3 separate regions of the Mus musculus genome follow, and regions 1 and 3 are each linked to region 2. The links are chromatin contacts, called in public Hi-C and HiChIP or PLAC-seq maps. All regions are on one chromosome and are shown on one strand. Each heading gives the region's core, a stretch centred on a gene start, on an enhancer-like site or on the middle of the called end of the contact. The rest is flanking DNA. Distances are from core to core; before and after follow the strand shown.

Region 1 (4,245 bases), core at 845-3,344, 92 kb before region 2:
TACCCATCCATCCATCATCCATCCATCATCCATCCATCATCCATCCATCCATCATCCATCCATCATCCATCCATCCATCCATCCATCATCCATCCATCCATCCATCATCCATCCATCCATCCATCCATCATCCACCCACTCATCCATCCATCCATCCATCCATCATCCATCCATCCATCCATCCATCATCCATTCATCCATCCATCATCCATCCATCCATCCATCCATCCATCCATCATCCATCCATCCATCATCCATCCATCATCCATCCATCCATCCATCCATCCATCATCCATCCATCCATCATCCATCCATCATCCATCCATCCATCCATCCATCATCCATCCATCCATCCATCATCCATCCATCCATCATCCATCCATCCATCATCCATCCATCATCCATCCATCATCCATCCATCCATCATTCATCTACTCATCCATCCATCCATCATCCATCCATCCATCACCCATCCATCCACCCACTCATCCATCCATCCATCATCCATCATCCATCCATCATCCATCCATCCATCCATCATCCATCCATCCATCATCCATCCATCATCCATCCATCCATCATCCATCCATCCATCCATCCATCCATCACCCACTCATCATCCATCCATCCATCATCCATCCATCCATCATTCATCTACTCATCCATCCATCATCCATCCATTATCCATCCCATCCATAGTACATCAGTATATTTTAGCATCTCCCTCTCTCTCTCTTTTGGAGAACAAACTATTAAATCCACAAATATTATTCTCTAGCATCAAAGATCCTAAGACTGAACCGTTGTAATTAGGTCCTGATTCTTCTTCCCTGTTCCATACTCCCAAAAATAAGACTCAGACTCAAAATATATTCACAAATATCTTGGCCATATATCTAGGCTCTTCTCTGGCTAGAATCATAATTTAAGATAACCCATTTATTTTAACCTACATTCTGCTAAGTGGCTGGTTACCTGTTGGTATGCTCTTACCATACAACTGTCTTGTTACATCTTCCCATGCCTGCTCTATTCCAGAGTGCCACCTTTATTTCCTGGCTAAGTCCTAGGCCACAGGCTTTTGAATTGACAGGAGATGCAATGCCACGCTCTCCAGTCAAGTCAGCGTGACAGGCTGAGGCTTGAAAGCTACTCATGAGGCAAAAGAGTTTCACAGAAACTCACTCCTGGAGTCTGGTGTTCTCTCTAACCCATACATTAATTTTCTATTCCCGAGTTAGTCTAGTGTATGGATCCACTTGCTCTCTTTTAGTATTACCCTATTATAAGTGCATTTTAAGCTTGAATTCTGACATAGCTAAAGCCAGTGTTCCAACAGTCCTAGAACGTCCTTGAGCTAGACAGTGACATTCAGAATAGCCTCTGGTATTACACTATCACTTAGAATAAAAGCCAAGTCGCTCCCATATGCAGGAATTTACAATGGTTTAGGAAGTAGATCGGGCTGTGGTTTTAAAGTATTGCATTATTCATGAGATGGTTAGCTAGAACCAAGACTTGGGTGTGAAAGCCCTTGCCCTAGGAGAGTAAAGACCTCACACCTGGCTTCTAAGACTATAGCTGAGTTACACCCATACACACGTATTTACAATGGCCTAAGGAGAAGGTGGACTATACAATAGACTAAAATAGGAACTATGGCAAGCGCATGAAGCCCTTGACCCTGGCTTCTAAGATTAAGTGAATCTTAGGTGGAGCCCTTGCTGATCCCAGTTGTTAACAATGAATTCTATCCCAGGTGGTTCCCGTTAGACCTTCTGTGTTTGCATTCCTCTGTTTTATGTAAGAATCCAGTAACCTCTTTGTACCTTGCTGGTATGTCACCCAACTTCCTTATTGTCTTCTGCATAAAAAGTCTGATGCTGGATTTGACATTACATTCAGATACTACACAACCTCTCCTGTGTGCATCTGTCTATCAATTCATCCGACGCTTTGCCCACCCGAGACTAGAGACCCGTTCCACGAAGACAAAGGGGCCCAGAGAGTCTGTGGCAATGCAATATGTACAATACATAAGCTATTCTCTCTACACTGAGCCCCAAAGACAACCACCCTCTCAGCAGAATCTGACACACCCCAACTCCAGAGTAAACAGATCTGGTCCACTCTTATGGTAGATAACTGAAATTCCACCTTCATGGAGCCACCCCTTTGCTTTATTCAGTTCTAGGAATTCATCCTAAGATATTTTCAAAGAGCAAATAAAATCCCAGAGTGCATTAGCAGTGCTGTTTGTCATATAAATAATTTAGAAACAACTAAGTAGAAGCTAATTGAACACATCCAGGTTTGGTTATATTGAAGATTATATGTGTGGTATTTGTCTTGTCTTTTTTTTTCCCCCTGCTATAACAAATACCCGAAACTGAGTAGCTTATTTAAGAAAAAAAGTATATATACATAATTTTAGTAGTCAGGTATAGTGGCACATGTCTTTAGTCTCAGCATTTAGTGGGCTGAGGGAGGAGTATGGTCAATTTAAGGCCAGACTGGACTACATAATGAGTGTGAGGCCAGCCTGGTCTACAGTATGAGTTACAGAACAGCCAGGGCTACACAGAGAAATCCTGTCTCCAAAACCCATTAAAAAATACAAATTAAAAACAAACAAACAAAACCTAACAACTATTGGGCACACATTCAAACCACATCCAGACCAGGAAATGTCAGATCACTTAACTATTTTTTAAATGAGCTAAGTCTTTAATTTTTTTTATCTCACTAGTCCTAAAATGAGGTATCTCTTTGTGCCTCATCTAAAACAATTTCTCCAACATATGAAGGAATCTATGTACAAGTGCACCACCCATATCCAAATCCATATAGGCCAACTCTGGAAGGGTAGACATGGAGGTGATGGAGGAGGGGGAGGAGTTGAACATGGGAGTCCCATTCGTGGAGAGGTTGATTTGTTTTCCCACACATCCCTAGGTCTGTCCTGGCCTCCATCTGCTCTTAAGCCTCCCTCTTCATCCAACTCCAGGGAGCCAGAGTCACTCAGGAGAGCCTTCCCTACTCATCTGAACATTTCACACTCTGCCAGAAATCCAGAGCTTCCACTGTTCTCTCAGAGAGCATGCCCCCTCCTCTCCATCTCTGTATCAACTGAGGGGTGTTGGGAACACTGAAGAAGGGACCAAAGAGGTGTCTTTCTTAGTGCTCTACTGCTGTGAAGAGACACCATGACCATGGCAACTCTTATAAAAGAAAACAGTTATTGGAGCTGGCTTACAGTTTCAAAGGTTTAGTCCATTTTCATCATAGCAGGGAGCATGCAGCACGCAGGCCGGCACTGTGCTGGAGAAGTAGTGGAGAGTTCTACAGCTAGATCCTCTGGCAGCAGAAGGGGAGAGACTCTGGGCTTGGAGTGGGCTTTTGAAACCTCAAACCCACCTTCAGTAACACACTTCCTCCAACAAAGCTACACCTCCTACTTCTTTCAAATAGTGCCATTTCCTAGTAACAAAATATTCAAATCTATGAGTCTAGGTCGGTCATTCTTATGTAAACCACCATAGTGACCTAGAGTGTGCTCTGAAGTGGAGATGGATGGAGAAATATTTGTGATCCAATCCTAAATTCTTTCTCATAAACTATCTACAATTTATATGTAGACAAATTGCACTAGTGTTCAAGCACAGTACATTACCCATCCACCTATACCTCTATCCATTCATCCATCAATACATCTATCCATCCACTCATTTATCCACCCATCCGTCCAAACACCCACCCATCCATCCATCTATCCACCCTCTCATCTATCCACCCACTCATCTCTCCACCCACCCATCCATCCATCCACTCACCCATCCATCCATCCATCCATCCATCCATCCATCCACCCACCCATCCATCCACTCATCCATCTATCTATCCATCCATCCATCCATCCATCCATCCATCCATCCATCAACTCACCTACCCACCCACCCATCCATCCATCTATCCATCCATCCATGAAACATCATGGTGAAAGTGCAAACCAAGAGCAAGTTGGTATCTCGACCTAGCTATCGTGAATCATTGACCTCTCTGTTTGTTTTCTCATGGGACTACTAATACTATGAACCTCAGTAGTTGTGCTCAGCCCTAATGAGTTAGCACATGTGAAGTTCATGGGTCACTTCATGGCCTGGCTTCCATTTAGCCTTGCAGAAGTGTTTCCTTCATTTGTTACTCTATGTGCAATGTGCTGGAGACACTGTGGTAATAATACAG
Region 2 (4,941 bases), core at 672-3,171:
CACACCTGTGGGTGTCTCTTTAATGGCATCTCCAGGGAGGCTTAACAGGGAAGATCCACCCTAGCTGTGCTGGGTGTCCTGGATTTAATAGAAAGGAGACTGCTGAGTACCACAGTTTAGCGCTGTCTGCTTCTGACCACAGACACAACTTGACCAAGTGGTCTCCTGTTCCTCCATCTTCCCGCCTCCATGATACACTCTATCCTTAAAATGTAAGTCACTCCCCGACCCTGCCCAGGTCTTTCTTTTTTCTCTTTTGAGTGTTTTTAAGAAAAGGTTTCTCTGTGTAGCCCTGACTATCCTAGAACTCGATATGTAGACAAGGCTGGCTTTGAATTCACAGAGATCTGCCTGCCTCTGCCTCCTGAGTGCTGGGATTAAAGGTCAGTGCCACCACACCTGTTCTTTCTTTAGAATGCTTCTGTCAGGTGTTTTTGTTTTGTTTTGGGTTTTTTTGTTTTGGTTTTTTTTTTTGTTTGTTTGTTTTGTTTTTTTGTTTTTTTTTTTCCAAGAAGGAAAATAAAGATACACTCATCTTTCCTATACAGCTGTTTCCCTTACACTTCATTTAGCCTACCTGTTACTTAGGTCACCAGCATTTGATCTCCTCTAGACCTAGGCTCACAGCTTACCTCTGTGTGAAATGTCTCCAGTTTTGTCTTACTTGCCCTTTAAATTGGCTATCCAGATTTTCTCCTTGCCCTAAAAGCCTTGAGAATAATCGTTGCCATCTGTGCCATTCTCTAATGCTTAATACTGGTTCACAGTTTTGTTTAAATTCTTTATAGTTTCCTGTGCCTGTATACAAGTTGCCCATCTCTCGAGTTCCGTTAATAGCTTTTCAGGAGCAGAAATTGAATCTTATTTTATGATTCACCACACTCTTTGAGTTTCTTAAACATGAAAAATTGGGATGAGGATGTAGTTTAACTGGTAGACTGCTCGCCTAGCATTCATAAAGCTGGAGAGTTCAATCTCCCGCATGTCATAAGCAAGGCATGGTGGCACATACTGCGAATTCCAGCACTGGGAGGTGGTGCTAGACGTACCAGGGGGTCAAGGCTAGGCTGAGCTACACTCCCCACCTCCACAAGTTATTATTTCAGATTTCTCATCCGGAGCCAGAACCTTGACTTTTTGTGTATAGGAGCTACCTGTATTTAATTTTTAAACGTAATTTAGTTTTGCCTTGTGTGAGCGATACATGCCCTTAATTAAAGCTTGTGTGGAGGTCGGAGGTCAACATGTTAGTTCTTTTTCATTATATGGGAACTGCACTGTGGTTGTCCACGTCTGGCCGCAAGCACTTTTACCCACGGAACCATCTTGCCGGCTCCTACCTGTATTTAAACACAAAATTCATTTAATTTATTTAGTGCTACAGAGAATAGTATCATTCGAAGACATGCCATCTTCCAGACAGTCACACATTTGTGGGCCGTTCCCTAGGACCCTCAGACGCGCGCGAGCGCAAACACGTGGGTGACAAGTGCTTCCCTCCAGGACCCTCCTTTGTCCACTGTGATTGGCGGACCAAGCGGTCCAATCGTCTTTCCCCGCCTCTTTCCGCAGTAGCCAATCAGAGGTCCGGAGCGCCTCCTGACTACTAGATACTGTTTACTAACAGATCGAAGCTGGGAATAAGGGGTGTGACCATTCTGGGGAGGTCAGGAGAGGGAAGGCCTGCCTGCGCGTGCGCACCAAAGCGAGTAGGTGGGGCATTCCGTGGGTCTTGCCAATCGGAGCGTTCGCGCTCCTCCCTCTCCTGCCTCCCCGCCAAGCAACAACAATTCGAGCAGCGGGGCGGGGCGGCTCCTGAAACGTCAGGACTAGCCGCCCAATGGGAACGGGCGCTGGCAGACGCGCGCGCGCTGCGCCCAATAGCGCTGGTGGCTCAGGGCTGTCTCCTGGGCTGGCTGTGGGAGGAGCGGCCTGGAGGAGGAGGTGGAGGCGCAGGGCGCGGGGTTGTGCCGTACTAGCGGTGCCCGCTGAGGGGAGGAGGCGGAGGAGCTGCACGGCCAGAGCGGGAAAGAGACTCGCCTCAGTGTCGGAGTTGTGGCGCTGCGGCAGCTCGGCTCCTGGAGCTGTGGAGAGACGGGGCGTCTGCTGTCCCATCAGGTTCCCCTAAGAGCGACCCGCGCGATCGGAAAGAGGGTGAAGATGGAGGGGGAGGGCGGCGGCAGCGGCGGCGCGGGCACCAGCGGGGACAGCGGCGACGGCGGCGAGCAGCTCCTTACTGTCAAGCACGAGCTGCGGACCGGTGAGCGACCCCGCCCTCTGCTGGCCGGGCCAGCCGCGGAGGCGCGCCTGAGAGCCGGCATGGGTGCGCGCACAGGCCAAAAGGGGCGCGGGCTGGGGGGGACGGGCCCGGGGCGGGGCTTCGCGGGCGGGGAATAGTCCGGGGGTCCTGGGAGGCTCTGGGCACGGAGAGGAAAGTTTGCTCCTGCTGGGCCCCCAGTTTCCGACCCAGCCTGGGAAGATGCCTTTATGCCCCCTTTCCTGCATAGGTGACATATCTGTCACTACACGCTGTCTCGAGGGAAAGGTACTCTTTCCCTCAAGAGGTGAGCTGTGTGGAGCTGTGTGTGATGGAGCTTGAAGCTTGAACTCACTTTACCCTGCACCTCTGCCTGGGATGGTTCAGGTGTGAGGGGAGTGTGTGTGTTTGTGTGTGTATGTATGTCTGTACCATCCCTAAGGGACAGCGATCCTGCGAGAGGGGTATTGGTTCTCGGTTAGTCTCTGGTGAAGGAAAAAGGCTTCGTGGTCCTCTGGAATTAAGTCCTTTCTCTCAGAGTTATCGTGAAGTACTATACTCTCTGAAATTTGCCAGGTCTTTTGGCAAGCAGCCTCTATAAATGTAAAGTTTTGGGTGAAAGGCTTCACTAGGCGACTTAAGTGCTTGCATCCCCTGTGCTGGAGATCAGTAAAGCTCCGTGTGCTAAGCTTTTTACTTTTGCTTTTTCATTGTGTAATTCCGGGGTTTGTTTTGGAAAATTCTTATCTGGACCAATTGGTAAAGTTTGGGTCTCCCCAGCCCCATGGAGTCAGGTCTCCCCTTACACTATCATTTCTGCATGGAGAATGTGTTAGAGTGGATCGATAGTTATTAGTGTCAGTGGTTTTAAGATTTTTGACACTTAAGTCTTTGGCACATTATATTAAGTAGACACAAATGGCAAATGGCAGGTTTCAGGTAGAAAGCGGGTCCACCTTGCTGCTGTTTGGAACAGATTGAAACAGATGGATAAAGTTAACTACAACCCACAATTCTTGATTGCCCATTAGTATCTTTGGTGCCAGTCTTATGACTTAGTATAAGATGTAAATTCATGCCTTCTCATTTATCAGTATAAGCACTGCAGTTTTGATGGTTCTGACTCTATAATGTATCCTGACCCAGTTATTCCATAGTATTTTTGAATTCCTCACATAAACAGTGTAGATTCCCTTGGTTGAGATCTTCACTCCAAATGTTATCAAAAAGTGATGTTTTCAACGGGATTTTAAGCCATTTTTCTCAGTATACATGTATGTAGTGTTAATGCCCAGTTTACACCAGGAGCAGTGTCACATTTTCTAGAGTAAGGATTTTGGTCCACCTCCCCCCCATCTTACATAATGATTCCTTGCTGTAAGTGTGTGGAATCATACAGTACAACAAATGCTGCTTGAAGTCTTCTATGCTCAGCCATTGATCATGATACAGCAAGCAGTCTTTTGCTCAAAGACCAAGGGGCAACCTACTTGTTAGTAGTCAGCCAACTGCTCAGTTTCTGGATTTTGCAAACAATGCTAACTCTGTAGAAAACAATGAGCGCTGTTTTATTTCCCTTTGTCAACTAACTGTGTGTGAATCATCAAGTTTGCATTTAGAAATTCTTCTGATGGATGACGAGACTGCACTGAACTCACTAGTAATGTAGTAAAAAGGACAGGAACGGCCATTTAAATGTATTGCTAAGCACGTGGACAACTGATCAGATGTAATGGTCAAAAACACTGTTAAAATATAACTTGAAAGAGTAACTCCTCCGTCACCAGCCAGCTGGGCTCCTCTTAGCACATGTTGCTCTGATAGGAGCTAGAGCAGTGTGGTAGCTGGTGGCTATATTGAATACCATAGGACAAATGATAATTGAATTAGAAACCCAGTATAAGGGCGTGGAAATGGCTCCATTATGGAGACTGAATAGTATGGCATACCCGGACATGGAGTTGGAAGACGTGATGATGAATACTAGCTCTGCCACTTAGCTGGGTGTATAGACTTGGGAAATCACTGCATTCTTTCAGGCTTACTCCTTTCATCTGTAAAATGTGGACATTGAATGAGACACTACTGGAAAAATGTTAATCAGGTTACTTGGCACATAGTAGGAAATATTTATTGAATGAAAATTTAAAAAATAATTCCACAATCAGATCTTATTGTAAAACATACGAATTAATCTAGTGTAGCTGGGAAACGAACTAAGTCATTGGGTGGTTAGCATTATCATATGTGTCTTTGCCTTCTCAAGCAGAGTGTAAACTCCTTGTAATCTGTGTTGCTATTGAATAGCTTGTATTTATCTTGCCCATCACAACACACAGTAGTACAATAATTCATTTGCCTGGGGTTGAAAAGATGGCTCTTTGGGATAGAGTACTTGCCATGTAGTGTGAAGTCCTGAGTTTGAATCCTTTGGGCCTACACAGAAGCTGGTTTAGTAGTGTGTATCTGTCATCCCAGTGCTTGTATGGCACCGTGAGAGCTGGAAAAGACAGAAGAGTCTCTGGAAGCTTGTACGTCAGCTAGCTTGGTACACACAGTGCTGAAGAACAAAAGAGCCCTGTCTTAAACAAAATGGAAGGTAAGGATGGATGTGGTGGCATGTGTGTGCTCATACACTCATACATGCACCCCAGACATCCATGTCCCCAAACACACAGTCTGTC
Region 3 (4,905 bases), core at 1,084-3,583, 65 kb before region 2:
GGGCCAGGAAATGTCATATCATTTCAAAAGAAAAGAAAAGAAAAGAAAAGAAAAGAAAAGGAAAGGTAAGGAAGGAAGGAAGGAAGGAAAGAAGGAAGGAAGGAAGGAAGGAAGGAAGGAAGAAAGGACAGAAGAAAAGAAAGAAAGGGGAGAAAAGAAGGGAGAGGGAGAGGGAGAGGGAGAGGGAGAGGGAGAGGGAGAGGGAGAGGGAGAGGGAGAGGGAGAGGGAGAGGGAGAGGGAGAAGGAAAACAACAACAACAACAGCAAAATCCCAAACCAGACATGTGTTAGGAGGCACATGCTCCACCAGATCTCAGGACTCACGCAACCATAATGATTAAGAATGAGCAATGTAAACTCACCACTCAACAGCAACAAATGAATAACCCAATTAATCCATGGGCAAGGGGCTTAAATAGCTCTTTCTCCAAAGGAAATGTACAAATGAGCAATGAACTAGAAATAGAGGCTGATATTGTAAAGCAGGGTCTCCACCTTCCTCACGCTGTGACCCTCATGGTGTGGTGACCTCCCCACTACACATCACTACCACCATAAAACTGGTTTCATTGATACTTCATAACTGTCATTTTACTACTGTTGTGAACTGTTCTGTAGATATCTGTAGTTTTGGATAGTCTTAGGTAACCTCTATGAAAGGTCATTAACCCCCAAAGGGCTAAAGACCTACAGCCCGAGAAGAACTGCTCTATGGTATAAAGCAGAGTGCACATCAAACCACAAGGACCTGATGGAGAGTCTATTACAAAACACAAAAGCAAAAGCAGAAGACTCACGTTAACCAAGCTTTAGAGAAATGAAACCCTTTGAGCATGAAATGGCAGAGCCTCCTCGAAGATCCAGTGACTCATCCCCAAACAACTAAACAGTGTAGCCAGCAAGCCCACTTCAGGTATGTGCCCCAAAGGATGCAGAGCAAGAAATTCACTACACTTTTACGCATCCGTGTTCCTAACTGCATCATTCACAAAGGCTCAAAGGCAGAAGCGATCTAAACACTGATGGGTGGTAAATAAACATGTAGTTATATACTTCTAGTGCAGTACTACTCAGCCTCTAAAAGGAACAACATTTCTTACACATGCTGTAATACAGATGTGTCCTGAAGCAGTAGGAAAGGCACTACACGTGAGGCCAGGTATAAGATAAACATTGTACGATTCCACTTATATGAACTATCTAAATGAGTTAAGTTCACAAAGATAGCAAAAAATATCAGAGTGTAAGTTCCCAGTGGCTGCTAAAGGGGCAGGGATAGGGGAGAGTTTTAGTTTGAGATGAGGAAAAAGTTCTGGAGAAAGATGGTGGTGTTGGTTGTGGTTCAGTGTCTCTGAATTTGCACTGAGAACTGTTAACATGTTGACCTGTATTGGTCAGTAACCGCCAGTTATAAAGTAGCTGAAACCACTGCTGTGAAATCTGCCATTGATATGCCTGTGCAGAGAGGTTAGAAATGTAGATTTCTAAAGAAGAGGAGGAAGAGGGCTACTTCAGCATGTTCTATAAGAAAAATAACATTCTTGGGGCTGGGTAAATGACTCAACCTGAGTCTGATCTCTAGACCCCGAGTGAAAAGGCTGAGCCTGGTTCATGGTAGTAATCTCAGAGAGGGAAGGCTGAGACAAAGGGGATCCCTGGGACTTTTGGGCCAGCCAGCCTAGTCACTGGTGAGTCCCAGGTCCCAGTGAGAGACCCCATCTCAAAGCACCATGTGTAGTACTTCTGAGGAGCTATATCTGAGGTTGATTTGGATCCCACAAACACCTGCACATGCATATGCACACACACAGACACACATATACATGTATATACACATTTGTGGAAAGCTCTTGTATGCACAAATAAAATTAAATTTAAGAGAGAGAGACAGAGAGAGAAAGAGAGAGAGAGAGAGAGAGAGAGAGAGAGTCCTGCATCCCAGTTGACCTTCTAGAAGGTGGGGAAAGGGAACCATAGCCAGGAGCTCATCTTTCTTTCTGGAGCCAGTTAACCAACTGAACCAAGAACTCAGAAATCACATTTCAGGATTGCAAAAGTCTACTTCCCTGTCCCAGGCTCCCAGTGCAAGCAAAGGGTGGGAGAAGGACAACCAAGTGGAGGGCAGGACACAAACCAGGAGGCCTTCTTCTCTAACTGCCCTGACCCTCAGAAGAGCCTGTAGACAAACAGCAGTCCACTGGAGACAGCACGAGGGTCAGCTGCATAGCGCCCCCCCCCCACCTTCAGCTCAACTTGTCCAGGGCAGAGGCCAAGAGGCTTCAGCCTGAAGCATGGCTGGGGGAGGGCATCGTGCAGGAAATGAGCCAGGAGACAAGGCAAGGACAGAGTCCAGATTCCAGGGTGTGACTTTCCTAGGTTTCTGGCTCTGCTCAGCAGCCCTTGGAGTTATTAGAAAATGACTTTGCAACTGTGTAAGAGTGTCAGAGAGTATCCCAGTCAAGCAACCCACAGTAAAAGATTGTTCAACTGACAGAGGCTAACCCCAGATCTGAGTCTAGAGTCACTATCCTGTAGAGGGGACACACTCTGTCTGAGGTCCCCAGTGAAGATAATGGTAAGGGAAGTTTCCTGGAAAGCATTGTCCTGCATCCTCTGGCTGATGAAGGAACTCATATTCTTCAGCAGACATTAAGAGGCTCCTTGTCGAGCTAAAGGGGGTCTGCAACCCTATAGGTGGAACAACAATATGAACTAACCAGTACCCCGGAGCTCGTGTCTCTAGCTGCATATGTATCAGAAGATGGCCTAGTTGGCCATCATTGGGAAGAGAGGCCCATTGGTCTTGCAAACTTTATATGCCCCAGTACAGGGGAACGCCAGGGCCAAGAAGTGGGAATGGGTGGGGAGGGGAGTCGGGGCAGGGTATGGGGAACTTTTGGGATAGCATTGGAAATGTAAATGAAGAAAGTACCTAATTAAAAAAATAAAAAATAAAATATATAATAAAAAAATAAATATCTTTAAGTAAAAAAAAAAGGCTCCTTGTCACACCTCTGCAATCTACCACATGCTGAGTGACAGCAGCATGCCCTGTCCCCCTCCCTCCATCCACAAACGCTGTGGATTTTATTACAGTCTCTTATTTGTCTCTAAGCTAAAGGCCCCATCCATTTGCATCTGCCATTGGTAACTAGTTGCTAGATTAAGAGCAACGTCCATACCTGACCAAGAAAATTACACATAGGCTAACTTTGTAGCTTGGATCATGTTGGGCAGTGTGATTACAAAATTGTTTAGCTAGAAAGGTAGGTGGTGGGCAGTCATGGAGTGGCGCTTGGAAACCACCTGCTTCTTCTGACATTGTAGTGGGTTGTCTTGAGGCTCTCCCCAAAGATATATCCAAGCTTGAGTTCCCAGTACCTAAGAACATGACCTTCTATGAGGAAAAGGGTGTTTGTAGATACAATTCCATGAAGACTCTTAAGATGAAATTACTGTGGGTCAAGTGAATGACCCGAAGTCCAGTGGCAACATCTATGAAGAAAGAGTTGACAAAGAGGGAGAAACACTGAAGGGGTGGCTTGTGAAAGAGGAGAGGAGGTGGGACAGCAAGGACAGCCTGGGGCAACCAAAACCAAGACAGGTCGGGAAAGAATGTTCCAGAAGCTCGCAGAGGGTGTATGGTTCTGCTGACTCTCAGATGTCAATCTCCTGCCTTCCAGAACTTCTAGCTAACACACTTCTGATGATTGTAGCTTGACATGTGATATGTGGCAACCCAAAGAGGCTGTTACATGTCCAGAAAGTTATAAAAAGTATGTATGTATGTGTGTATGTGTATGTATGTGTGTATGTGTGTATTGTGATGTGTATCTGTGTTGTGTGTGTATATACATGTGTGTACATACTACAGCATACATGTGGAAGTCAGAGGACAACTTTCAGGAGTTGATTCTCCCCTTCCACCATGTGGTTCCTCCTAGGGTTCAAACTCAGGCTTCCAGGCTTGATGGCAGACACCTTTGTCTGCTAAGCCATCTTGCCAACCCCACCTAAAAGGTTTTAAGGCTGTTCTTCCCCGACCCTGGTAGGACAGTTATTTCAGTCTGTATTTCAGACCTAGGTGATCAATCAAAATAACCCTTCCTCATGAACTTGATGTGCGCCACTCCTCAGTGCTAGAGATTGAACCCAGGCCCCCCTGAATGCTAAGCAAGTGCTTTACCATCAAGCTAGACTCTTAGTCCTAGTCCTGTTTTGTTAAGGGATGGCCACATGACCCATGTAGGCACTCTATGTGTAGCTTTAGGGAAGTAATAGTCTATGTCTTTGAAATTGTTATCAGAAACGACAATGTAAGAAGGGGCTACCATTGACTATTTCTGCCATGGAAATAGCTGAGGAAGAAGCCAATAGGGAAAGAAAAACCTAGGCTGAAAAAGGAAAGTCAGGTCTCCATGCACCCCATACTCTACAAACATGTGTGCCTAGAAACATCTTTTAAACAGTAAATACCTCTTTAATGGCTTAAATCACACTGAGACAGAAACTCTGTCATTCCAGAGAACAGGTCCAACAGTAACTTAATTTCAAGCTTGATAGTTAAAAACAACCTTCACCTGACAATGAAGGTGTCTATGAAGCACAGAAAGTTCTTCCTGGTGGACAATGCTTCAGTCAGAGGGATGTATAGGCAATCCCTTTGTTAGAACTGTTGAAGGAGCCCCAGCAGCCTCGCAGCTGAGGAAAGCCACACTGTCCAACAGCCTAATACTCACCAAGTAGCTGCTCCAATAACAAGCCTAATTGCTTACCAAGTAGCTGCCCAATAGAGGACTTATCTCATTCTTCCAGTTCCAAGTCCTGCTGAACTGTCAACAGAACAAAGGCAATGATGTCACGAATGGGGGATCCCAGAGAGGAGAGGTATCAGGGAGGAGATG

Evidence for each region. A called contact is a pair of places that touch in the nucleus more often than the background predicts. HiChIP or PLAC-seq counts read pairs in DNA pulled down with a chosen protein or histone mark.
Region 1: an H3K27ac HiChIP or PLAC-seq map of embryonic stem cells shows a contact between it and region 2, with 8 read pairs. The contact joins the enhancer-like site here to the promoter of Rps6ka5 in region 2. A contact is called at or near these places in 1 of 39 promoter capture datasets (macrophages), 2 of 484 Hi-C or Micro-C datasets (bone marrow-derived macrophages and nephron progenitors), 5 of 115 datasets of contacts at active chromatin or transcription factors (the SCID.adh cell line, bone marrow-derived macrophages, embryonic forebrain and 2 more) and 4 of 9 other capture datasets (adipose tissue, liver, macrophages and 1 more).
Region 3: a contact with region 2 is called in a Hi-C map of granulocyte-monocyte progenitors, with 2.5 times the contacts expected there. The contact joins the enhancer-like site here to the promoter of Rps6ka5 in region 2. A contact is called at or near these places in 4 of 39 promoter capture datasets (the C10 cell line, the HPC-7 cell line, liver and 1 more), 1 of 15 datasets of contacts at CTCF or cohesin (the NIH/3T3 cell line), 17 of 484 Hi-C or Micro-C datasets (the C2C12 cell line, the HPC-7 cell line, the N1E-115 cell line and 14 more), 7 of 115 datasets of contacts at active chromatin or transcription factors (CD8 T cells, the HPC-7 cell line, the SCID.adh cell line and 3 more) and 3 of 9 other capture datasets (adipose tissue, liver and pancreatic islet).

The regions. Positions count from the first base shown.
Region 1 is chr12:100,814,935-100,819,179 of GRCm38.p6, reverse strand. All of the region lies in intron 1 of Dglucy (D-glutamate cyclase), which reads right to left. Among named protein-coding and RNA genes, the nearest start is that of Dglucy, 38 kb to the right of the region's middle. Within about 2 kb of position 2,094, at least 5 of the 459 cell types and tissues checked have an H3K27ac peak or open chromatin away from gene starts, as enhancers often do. A contact at or near this core is called in embryonic stem cells, where this site is marked.
Region 2 is chr12:100,722,100-100,727,040 of GRCm38.p6, reverse strand. It overlaps Rps6ka5 (ribosomal protein S6 kinase, polypeptide 5), which reads left to right and starts at 1,921. Exons shown (of 17, transcript NM_001330702.1): 1 at 1,921-2,260. The coding sequence starts at 2,161.
Region 3 is chr12:100,787,544-100,792,448 of GRCm38.p6, reverse strand. All of the region lies in intron 1 of Dglucy (D-glutamate cyclase), which reads right to left. Among named protein-coding and RNA genes, the nearest start is that of Dglucy, 11 kb to the right of the region's middle. Within about 2 kb of position 2,333, at least 46 of the 459 cell types and tissues checked have an H3K27ac peak or open chromatin away from gene starts, as enhancers often do. A contact at or near this core is called in beige adipocytes, brown adipocytes, granulocyte-monocyte progenitors and 1 more, where this site is marked.